2 separate regions of the Mus musculus genome follow, and region 1 is linked to region 2. Evidence: chromatin contacts called from public promoter capture Hi-C data. All regions are on one chromosome and are shown on one strand. The core of a region is the stretch at or near the end of the contact, and the rest is flanking DNA. Distances in the headings are between cores, read along the strand shown. Region 1 overlaps Calr4 (calreticulin 4). Region 2 overlaps Osbpl9 (oxysterol binding protein-like 9).

Region 1 (5,267 bases), core at 1,279-3,778, 92 kb before region 2:
ATATGGGAGGAAACTGGGGACTCAAGTACAGACAGGGGGAATCGGCTCCCTACCCACCCCGCCCTCCTGCTCCAGTGTGTGATAGCCCAGTGCAGGAGAGAGAAGGTCATCGTGGCCCCCTCCCCCTGGGTGCACCATCATTCTGACCTTGAGTACTTTAAACTCACATCAGGTGGGTATTATCCTTGTCTCTGACCTCACCCTGCCCTCAGTCATGTGAGCTGCAGCTATGGTTTGTATGTGATTTGCTCCCACACAGTCTTTACCTGGAGTCTTGCTACCCTGAACATGCCTGCTAGACCTGGCTTGAAATCAGACCCTCATTTTCTCATGGTGCCTTACTATACCTTCGTCTCCCCGAGATTAGCTTTCCCTGCTAAACTCCCTCTGACCTCAGGTTTCTTATCGTCAGGATCCTCTATCTGTTGTCGTTCATCCCATTTCCTTGGTTTCCTGGCGTAGGGGTCTTTTATTTTCTTGGGAGGCAAGAAGTCCCAGTCATCTTCCAGTCCTCCACTTGTCACCTTCTGGTTGTCAATTTTAACCTCATAAGTAGCATTAGGGCGAAGGATCAGAGTGTACAGGTGAGTGTCTTTATTAATCTATAAAGGAAATGGTTACTATTTCAATCCCGTATAGGGCGATCATAGATCTCAGACACTTCCCTGAATGCTCCCTTCCACATATTACACACACTTTACTAACATCCCTTCTCCCCTTTCGCTAGCAGGCTCACCCTGCTAGTGTTCCTGTGGTCTCACTCTGCGCTCTCCCCCATCCTCTAGCCCTTACCCATCTGAAGCTCTGATTATTCTTTGACCTATCTTGTTTTCTGTTTGTCCTACTAAACTGAGCTTCTCAACAGTGGGAGTGATGTATGATTTCCCTTATCGTGCCTAAGCTCGCAGGCTGAGACTCAGCCTGGAGGAGGACTCAGCACATCCAGCCCCGGGTAGAGGACTGATCAGGAAGGCCTAGACTTCAACACAAGGTCCAATGTCCCGGGCTCTATGGGCCTTTCTAGACTCTGTTCCTGCCGTTCTCTTCTGCTTCAGCTGTATCAGCCCTCAAGCTGTGCTTTGGGTTCTTAAGTCTCCTTGGCTTCTCTCACGCAGACTCCTCATCCAGGAATTCGTCTCTCCATAAAATTGTCACACTCATTTTCTAGAGCATATTCATCTTTCAGCACAAAGGAAGACTTCTCCAGGAAGCAATTCCTACCTAAGCCCCTAGGCTGGGGAGGAGCCCCATTCTCTGCTCCAATGTCACATGGGTAGTCACTTTCCTTTGCTCTACTCTCACCTTTACTCCATTGTGTTCTGTTTTGGGAAGCACTTGCTAAATTGCCCAGGTTAGCAATGAACTCACAACCTTTTCACCTCAGCCTTCAAAGTAGCTGGGATTACAGGCACAAGTCATTGCAGGCTTTCCTGTGAGTTTGGTTCATTTGAAAGCCCTGTCTGGCTGAATCTATCCCATACTCAAGGCCCAAGGCAGAATTAACACTTGGTTAATAATGCCTATTAGGACTATTGACTGAATATACACCTATTATCTTCTAGCTAATCTGGATGCTTCTAGCTTTACATTACTGAGGTAAACTGGCCCACTCCATCTCATCTAAACATAGCATTCCTGACCCAACCCCAATGTCTAACAGTGAGTAACTGTGCCACACCAAATATTGCACTATATTAAATCCCAGATGTATAGCACATCACTAGGTCTACTTAATCTGTAGAATGGGGATGATAACATTTAATTGGTAGAGTTTTATAGGGAAAAAATAAGATGCCATATATTTTTTTAAAGATTTATTTATTTTGTGTATATGAGTACACTGTAGCTGTACAGATGGTTGTGAATCTTCATGTGGTTGTTGGGAATTGAATTTTTAGAACTTCTGCTCCCTCCTGTCAACCCCACTCACTCAGTTCCTGCTCTGTCCAGCCCAAAGATTTATTTATTACACATAAGCACACTGTAGCTATCTTCAGATGCGCCAGAAGGGGGCGTCAGATCTCATTACGGGTGGTTGTGAGCCACCATGTGGCTGCTAGGATTTGAACTCAGGACCTTTGGAAGAGCAGTCAGTGCTCTTACCCACTGAGCCGTCTCAACAGCCCCAAGATACTATATATTAAATATTCTTTTTTTTCCTGGGACTGGAGAGACAGCTCCACAGCTTAGAGCACTGGCTTCTCTTCCAGATGATGTAGGTTCAACTCTCAGTACCCACACAGCAGGTCATAACAGTCTGTAACTATAAGGGATCTGACATCCTATTCCGAGCTCTGTGGGCACCAGGCACGTATGTGGTATACAGACATACATATAGCAAAATAATCATACATGTAGGATAAAATCTTTTGCTTAGGCGGAGGACTAATCCACATACTCACCCTGCACTTGAGGGTCTTGTTGTTCTCATGGTATTTCCCTTTGTGAGAAAGGATGACCTGTAGTCTGTTGTTGCCAAAGCCACAGATGTCCGGGCCTGGAAATTAAACCCCAGAGCATGATTTCACATCTATTTCAGGCAGTGTGCCCAGTCTGGGGCCAAGACCCAAGACAGATGCAGCCTGTGCAGCACTCCACGGCTCCAGTAAGAGACAGATACGACACTCAGGGTTATTTGAGAAGGTTTTAATAAATGGGATTTTTTTTTTTACAAAGTGGGGGGGCAAGATTTTGAGAGAAGGAAAGGTACAGTGATTCTCATGGGCAGCAGCAGCAAAGGGGACAGGAGGGGTGAGAGAGAGGAGAGTCTGGGAGCAGGCACAGCAGGAGAGAAGCAGGCTTTGAGTTGAGAGATATAACTCACTTCTCTTCCTCTAATCTCCTGCCAGGGCTCCATGACCAAACCAACTGGAAGCCTTCTGAAGCCAGGTATCTTAGCTAGGAATGCTATTGCTGTGATGAAACACCATGATGAAAAGCAAGTTGGGGAGGAAAAGGGTTTATTTGGTTTACACTCCCACATGGCTGTTCATCACTAAAGGAAGTCAGGACAGGAACTCACTCAAGGCTGGAACCTGAAGACAGGAGTGGATACAGCAGCCAAGAAGGGGTGCTACTTAATGTCTTTCTCCACATAGCTTGCTCAGCCTGCTTTCTTATAGAGCTCAGGACTACCAACAAAGAGGTGGCCCCACCCACAATGGGCTGGGACCTTTCCCATTGATCACTAATTGAAAAAATGCCTTACAGCTGGATCTTATGAAGGCATTTCCTCAACTGAAGCTCCTTCCTCTCTGATGATTCTAGCTCCTGTCAAGTTGACACACCAAAGCAGCCAGAACAGCAGGGGTTGCCAGAGTGTCACTAATTCTAACAAATAAGCATTACCCTCTCACTTTAGATGGGTGTGGCTCAGAAAAGTCAAGCAGCTTGCCCAAAGATCTGGTAGGATGCCTTGCAAGGATTCAAAGCCACCTAGTAGCGGAGCCTGTGACCCCTTCTGCTTTCTGACGTTTCTAGTGAGCACTGTGGATCGGAGTTGGGGAGTCCAGAGAGTCCTGAGACTCGTGACTGCTCTCATATATCCACATACTCATAACTCACAAAGAGCTTCTCAGCCTTTCCGCTAATATCAAGTATAAAACACATTCATACATACGCATGCACACACACAGACCACACAATACATACACTGATAACACAACACATACTCACACTCGTGCACATGCACACAAGGCACTGACCCTGTACTCTACCCACATTGATCTTCTCCCTGCTTTACCGTACGTTTGAATTTCATACCTGAGCTTTTGCACACACTGTTGATTTTGCCTTCATTTCATGCTTTCCTCCTCCTCCTCCTCCTCTTAAAATCAAACCCACTCTTTACAGAATAATTAATACCTCCTCCAAAAAAGCCTCCAGTTGTATTCAGTCAGGCTGCCTCTTATGATCTCATAGCAGCTCCTCATCAATACTTTTCTCCAAAGAACTTTACAAAGGCTCCGTAGCCTTGGCTGTCTCACCAGCCAAAAGAGAGACGAACTCCCTGGGATTCCCTCAAGCACTCTCTAGTTAACACAGGCAGTCAGGGGGTCATGCTTGGTGCTAGACTTTGAGGTATATCCCAGGCCTCCAGGAGCTCACAGCCTAGGGAGAGAGATTCCATGTAACCTTGGGGAGAAGATGGGAACAAGGAGTAAAGGGTGGGTTGGCCTAGGCCATAAGATGGGAACAGCGAATGCACAGGCCATGAACTGTGGAAAGGCCGTGTGTTCAGGTGATGTGTGGACAAGGCTGGCCTCAAATTCCTAGCAATCCTCCTGGTTTTGCCCATGGATACCGGTATAAAGCTTAACACTTGGTTCAATACCCTTTTCAAATTAAATTTTTATTTTTATGTTTATTGTATTATGTGTATGGGCATTTTGTCTGCATAAATTTCTATGCACCACTGATATGCCTCATACTAATAGAGGCCAGAAAAGAGGGAGTTGGATCCCCTGGAACTAGAGATGGTTGTGAGCTGCCATGTGGGTGCTGGGAATCAAACCTGGGTCCTCTTCACAAGCTGCCAGTGCTCTTCCCTGCTGATCCAGCTCTCCAGCCTGGCTCAATACTTTATAAGAACATAGATTTCACTCTGCTTTTTAAAAAGTTATCCAGCTGCTTTAGGACTTTATAGACAGTGACTCAAAGTCTGACTTTCTATGTACGCTGAGCAAATTTCTTGCCTCGATTTCCTTATCTGCAAAATGGAGACAGTAACGCATGGTACAGATTCAGAAGGAAATACAAAGATGATGTGGGAGCAGACACTTTACACACCCCAAAATGTTGCTCTGCATAAGAGAAGGACTGTAAGCAGGTATGGGGGCTTGCACCTATAATGGGAGGCCGAAGCAGGAGGCTCACAGTGGGTTTGAAGCCAGCCTGGGCTATATGGTGAGTTTGGAACTACAGGCTGAGACTTTGTGTGTGGAGAGAGTGGATTTAACAAAAAGAAAAAAAAGAGGGTACAGATTTTAAAGGGGGGCAATGAAGCTGAAGAGAAGGATTTGAAAAAGAACGAAGACCAGGTGGGGGAGGGAAGGAGGAAAAAGGAGAGGGGAGGGGAGGGGATCTAGCTGAGGCTGCCAGGGAAAGGAGGTGTCTGAAGGGAATTAAAGGGCATGTTAGTGCCTGCTGTCCAGCATAACCCTCTCACTGACTTTGTACAAAACTTTTGGTCTAACCCACATTCTTCATCTGTACTTTAGAAGTCGTAATGCTTGATGTCTGCTGATTTCTCAATATCATGTTAAAAC
Region 2 (5,614 bases), core at 3,092-5,591:
TTTCCTGTGCTGAGATAGAACCCAGGGTCTACATAGTGACTTTCAGGCCTGCCTGGGCTACAGAGTAAGACCCTATTGCCAAAAATTAAAAATAAAAAAGAAAGAAAGATAAAAAGGAGTTTTATTGCTATGAAAGCCCATTAGGAAATTTTGATCAGAGAGTGACGTGATGAGATTCCTATTTTACGGGGTAGCTCTGGCCACTATCTTGTGAATAAGGTGTGGAGGGGTACAGACTAGGAAACCATTTAGGAACTCGTTGTAGACAAGAAATAAGGGAGTGCTAGTGTCCATACTGCACCAGTGGGGGTGGGGAGGGAGCGAACAGTGGTCGGATTAATCAGCTTTAGTAGCATACAATTAACATGAACTAAAATGCATGCCTGAGGGACTGGTGAGACCATGGCTCAGTGGGCAGAGCTCATGCTGCAAAGTGTGATGACCTTGATCCCTGGGACACCGTCAAAGGTGGCAGAGAGGTGGCCTCTGGTTCCTCACACATGCTGTGGTGTTCATGAACTCCCTCTGTCATATGTGCGTGCATGTTTCACGTACACTGAAACACATGGTGATAATAATGATAACGGCAGTAGTAGTAGTAGTAGCAGTAGTAGTAGTAGAAGTGAAAAATTTTCAAAAGACCTTCAGATTAAAATATTTAAAAATATATGTCTCATATAATTCAGTTTTTGTCAGCCTATTTATATATAGCTGCCACCACAATCAACATATGGAACATTTCTGCCACTCCAAAAGATTGTTTCCCTTTCAGACACCCCCCCTTCTAAGCCCTGGTCCAGGCGACACTGATCTGCTTTCTGTCGGTAGAGGTGAGCATGCCCCCTAGGGAGCGCCAAACGAATGGGATCATAGCATGTGTCCTTGTCTTCCTTTTAGCTCAGAGCAGTGTTTTATAGTCCACCCGTATCGTTGTATGGCTTTCTTACGTCTCCACTGGTAAGTCATCTTCTCTTCAGTGATGCGTTCATTTTGAACGTTGAGTTGCAGCACATGACAGAAAGGCAAGTTGAGGTTGATTGGGTTAAAAAAAAATGGAGTTGCAATTAACTAAAGTGGACAGTTCCACTGTCCTACAGTTTGAAGGACTCATTGGCATAGAGACAGTGTTTATGGCCTTGAGAATTTGGGGACAACAGTAGAAAGAAAAAAAGTCCAAACACTGAGTTTTGGGCCCTCGTACATGTACTTTAGAGGCTTCAGGATGAGGCAGAATCAGTAAAAGGGACTGGCGACCAAAGGAGACAAGAAGCACACGGAGCCTGGAGACAGCGCTTCTAGGAGGGAGAAGGACCTGCTGCAGGTCAGACGCTGCTGACAGACCGGGAAGCGCGCACTAAGAAATGATGCCATAGTGGAGTTACTCAGGAGGGCATCTTGAAACCTTGAGAACAGTAGCTATAAACCAGGGCTGAGTGCTTCAGTCTACTGAAGAGATAGCAGGAGCAGAAGAGGGGACTGCAGGCCTCGGGAGTTCAGGGAGATTTAAATTATGTGTAAGGACAAAAGGAACAATAATAGTGTGTTTCTATGTTGACTGCAGTGATTCCATGGAGAGGAAGAGCTGATAATGCTAGAAGAGGGGTAAGGGGTGGGGCTGTGGGGTGTGTGTATGTTTTGGGGGGTAGTTGGATCAGCGTTCTGGAGAAGGCAAGAGCCAATGAGACCTGAACCAATAGAACCTACAACACAGCTGCAGGCATTGCTTTTGGCTAGGAGGATGGACAGTTTATCTGTGGTGAAATAGCTGTGGCTGGTAATGGATCCTGAACAGACCAAAGTAATGGCAATAGGGAAAGCAAAGAGGAACAGATTAGACATGTGTAGTGAGTAAATCAATGGGAATTGGTGATTGATTGAAGGAGAATTTAGTAGTAGTGGTATTCTTGGCCTGGTTGTCTGATTGAATGTTGTCACATATAAAACAAACCAGAAGAGGAGTCTTCATGAGTTTGCTTTGGAGACACAGAGATGATGGGAACTGAATCTGAACTCCAGTGCAAGTGAAGAGAGAGCATACTATTGTTCAGTTGAACGAGAAGCCCAAAGCCTGAATGACCAGGTAGGATTAAAGCTAGACAAAGATTGCAGTTTTGGGTCTGCGTGTCTGATAATCAGATTTCAACTCCTGGAACCTACATGATGGAAGGAGAGAACAGACGCCCCAAAATTGCCTTCTGACCTCTGCACCTGTGCTGTGGCCCACATACGCACACACACGCAGACACATCATCCACATTCAACATGAAATGAAATGTAAGGATAATAATAAAGACTAGTAGTGAAAGGGAAAGCTGCTGTACTTGGCCCAGTTGGTCAAGGCTTTGGGAAGGCTTGCTGGACATTGCCAGATTTTCCACTTCTTTCCAAGAGAAGTCAGATTTATTTATTTATTTATTTATTTATTTATTTATTTATTTATTTTATTCAAAGGGTATGCAAAATTTCCAAGTTTTAAAAAATTTTTTTAAAAGTGTTGGCCAAATAGTGTATCTTTGTGAGCTAAATAAAAGCCTTTGGATTAAAACCATGGCAGTAGTATCTATCGTTTATCTAGGAGATCTCAACAAGCAAAGAACTGATGGTCAAACCGTAGATCATACTAGGATGGAATGCCAAAAGGCTGGGAGGAGCACTCACAGCAGTTAGGACAGAGGTGCACTTGTATCTGTGTTTATGAGTGTGTGCATGCTCGTGTGTGGAAGTCAGACGTCTATCTCAGGTGCCTCCTGCTATCTATCCTGCTCTACCTTACTTTTTTGAGGCAGGGTCCCTCCCTGAACTTGGTGCTCACACATTGGCTAGTCTGGTGGCCAGGTTAGCAAGCCCAGGGGAACTGCCTGTCTCAGCGTCAATAGTGCTGGGGTTGGATCTGAACTCAGGTCTTCATGCTTTCATGCTTGTGCAGCAAGCACTTACATCTTCCCAGCCCGGAAACTAATCATCTGAAGTTACTGTTTTTATAGATCAAAAGTAGACTCATACAGGCATTTCATATGGCTCAAACTAATAGAAGACAAGATAGTCTATAGCTCACCTTAATGATTAGGAAAAGTCCAGTTGTTTGAATTTATGTTGCAATAAGCTATATATGTATATGTGTGTGTGTGTGTGTGTGTGTGTGTATATATATATATATATATATCTTTGAGACAAGGATGGCTTCAAAATGGGCCTGAGTGACCTTGAATGACTTACCTTTCTGCCTGAGCTTTCCAGGTCTGGGATTGCAGGGTGAGATACTATGCCTGGCTTAGGAAATTGTATCTTTGATGATTTAATGTGTGTAATGATTTATGACATTTTGGATATTGGGATGCTAATTATAGCAATCATTTGTTGAATGTTTATTTCATAAGAGGCATTACTTGGAATTCTACCTGTATTAAATCATGCAGCTCAAAGCTTTACAGAATAATTGCTAGTGCTATTTTTATCTTACAGTTAAGGAAACAAGGGGCTACACACCACTAACATAAAGCAGAATTGGAAATTGAACACAATTCTCAGTACCTTTAGCTTTTGAGACAGGTTTTCACAAATTCTTGGCTGGCCCAGAACTTGATCTATGGGCAGAACCTCTGATCCTCCTGCCTCTCCATCCTGAGCGCTGGAATTACGGGTGTGCATTACCTTGTCTGGTTTATGAGATGCTGAGGATCAAACCAAGAGCTTCACGCATACTGGGCAAGCTCTCTTGTATCCCCAACCCTAGCACTTGTTCTTGAGAGATGTTACTAGCTATAGTGAACTATCGTCTTACCTGGAAGGAACTAATGTAAACTAGGACCTTTATATAACAATGCAGTTTAATGCAATTACAAAATGCTATGCCCTCAATGTTCCACTACTCAGAAGCAATAGCAGCGTGGTGATAGTAAACCTATCCCAGCTATCGAATTGCTCCTAAGTAACTGATAGGAACCAGACACTTTTCCACCCACTGTGAACATTAACTGCTAACCCGCAAGTGCAGATAGCTTAGCTTCTTGTTTTAGAGTTGGAGAAAGTGAGTTTTAGGAAGCCCAAGTGGTAGAGCCAAGATTTGTGCTCAGCTCCATCTAGGTCAATGGTTCTTTCTTTCCTTTCTTTTTTTTTTTGTTTTTTTGTTTTTTTGTTTTTTGAAAACCCTGTGTAGCCCTGGCTGTCCTGGAACTGGAACTCACTCTATAGACCAGGCTGGCCTTGAACTCAGAGATCCACCTGCCTCTGCCTCCCAAGTGCTGGGATTAAAGGTGTGCGCCACCACTGCCTAGTTAGGTCAGTGGTTCTTAAAGTGTGTTTGCAGATAGAGCTTCAGCACCATGGGGGGTGTGCTAGGAATGCCTCTCTTGCCCTGTGACTCAGCAGCTCTGGAATGTGTCCTCTCCAGGGATTATAATACACTTGAAAGCTTAAGATCCAGAGGCTAGATAAGTAGCTGTACTTACATACAAGTTTACTCTTGCAACAACCTTAGAATCGTCCTCAGTGTATAGATGAGTGAGGTGTAGTGTCAAATGACTTGGTCTTGATTGTAGATTGCCCATAGTGTGCATGGTTTCATTTGTATTGAAGGGATCTCTTGGCTTCAGCAAACCTGATCTGTAAAAAAATATTTTTTTTTTAAAAGGTGAAAACTATGCATCTAGGCGTGGTGGCAGGATTGTAAGTTTGAACATAGACTAAATTACATAGTGAGGCCCTATCTCAAAAACAGGGGAGGGGGGAGCTTTACTGAGGACATCTATTAAACAGTACAAACTTTAGTTAAATTTATCTGGAATATTTTATAGTGACACAAGTTTCCTGAGATAAAATATACCACTTTTAAGGATGGAAAAGAAGCTTAAGTTAGAGCTATGTAAGTCTCCATGGAAAAAGTCACCTGTGGTTGGCCTGATAAACCACTGCTTTCAGCTCAGTCCATTAAAGCCTGATTGTTTACTAAAGTGCAACCTAGTGCTCAATACTGAAGAAAAGTATTTAATTTTTAAAAAAGTCCTATTGATCAAGTATATCAGTGCATCAGTGCTTCACTGCATTAATACCAGTCAACTTAGCACACACCCACATGGCCAAGATGCTTAGAATAGACGGTAAGTCATTAGGCTAAAGCATGGTTATAGGTTTGACTGTCTTCTACTTTGAGAGCAATGTTAGCTCAGCATTATCACCAGCGAACAGATGTCACTGTCTTGGGTTGACTTAAGATGTTTCCTCTGTTATGTTATGTTTCTGATTTTTATGTGGTAATGTTTCCAGTACAAAAAGTCACACATTTCATGTAAAGGAAGTGAATCAGCTCTAATTAATTCTGTAATTAGCTGGTTTAATTTCAGTGGTACTCGGGATATTTGTGTGGGTTGATAGAGCTGGACTCGTGTGTTGGGAGTTGGTTATATTGCTGTGGGAGGATTAGATCTCGCTAGTGTACCTATGTTCTTCTTAATTTGTTTTCTACTTTCAATCCTCCCTAGATATTTGAAATTATAATCTTCCCAAGTTTAATTATGAACTCCAGTATAGTGAGTAGCCAGTTAGACCTACCTCTCTAATCCATTTTTATTTTTGTTAGTAATTTACATTTTATTCCACAATTCATTTTTCTTACTCA

What was found. Capture Hi-C pulls out chosen DNA fragments and counts their contacts.
Region 1: a contact with region 2 is called in a promoter capture Hi-C map of adipose tissue. The contact joins two enhancer-like sites. A contact is called at or near these places in 1 of 15 datasets of contacts at CTCF or cohesin (the NIH/3T3 cell line), 1 of 484 Hi-C or Micro-C datasets (morula), 1 of 115 datasets of contacts at active chromatin or transcription factors (embryonic stem cells) and 3 of 9 other capture datasets (adipose tissue, liver and pancreatic islet).

The regions. Positions count from the first base shown.
Region 1 is chr4:109,239,387-109,244,653 of GRCm38.p6, reverse strand. It overlaps Calr4 (calreticulin 4), which reads right to left. Exons shown (of 8, transcript NM_001033226.4): 3 at 2,403-2,497; 4 at 393-602. The region is part of intron 2 of Gm40225 (a long non-coding RNA gene); the gene reads left to right. Among named protein-coding and RNA genes, the nearest start is that of Calr4, 6.4 kb to the right of the region's middle. Within about 2 kb of position 2,528, at least 49 of the 459 cell types and tissues checked have an H3K27ac peak or open chromatin away from gene starts, as enhancers often do. A contact at or near this core is called in adipose tissue, where this site is marked.
Region 2 is chr4:109,149,143-109,154,756 of GRCm38.p6, reverse strand. All of the region lies in intron 3 of Osbpl9 (oxysterol binding protein-like 9), which reads left to right. It overlaps Gm52703 (a long non-coding RNA gene), which reads right to left. Exons shown (of 3, transcript XR_003955256.1): 2 at 4,449-4,602. Among named protein-coding and RNA genes, the nearest start is that of Gm52703, 19 kb to the right of the region's middle. Within about 2 kb of position 4,341, at least 39 of the 459 cell types and tissues checked have an H3K27ac peak or open chromatin away from gene starts, as enhancers often do. A contact at or near this core is called in adipose tissue, where this site is marked.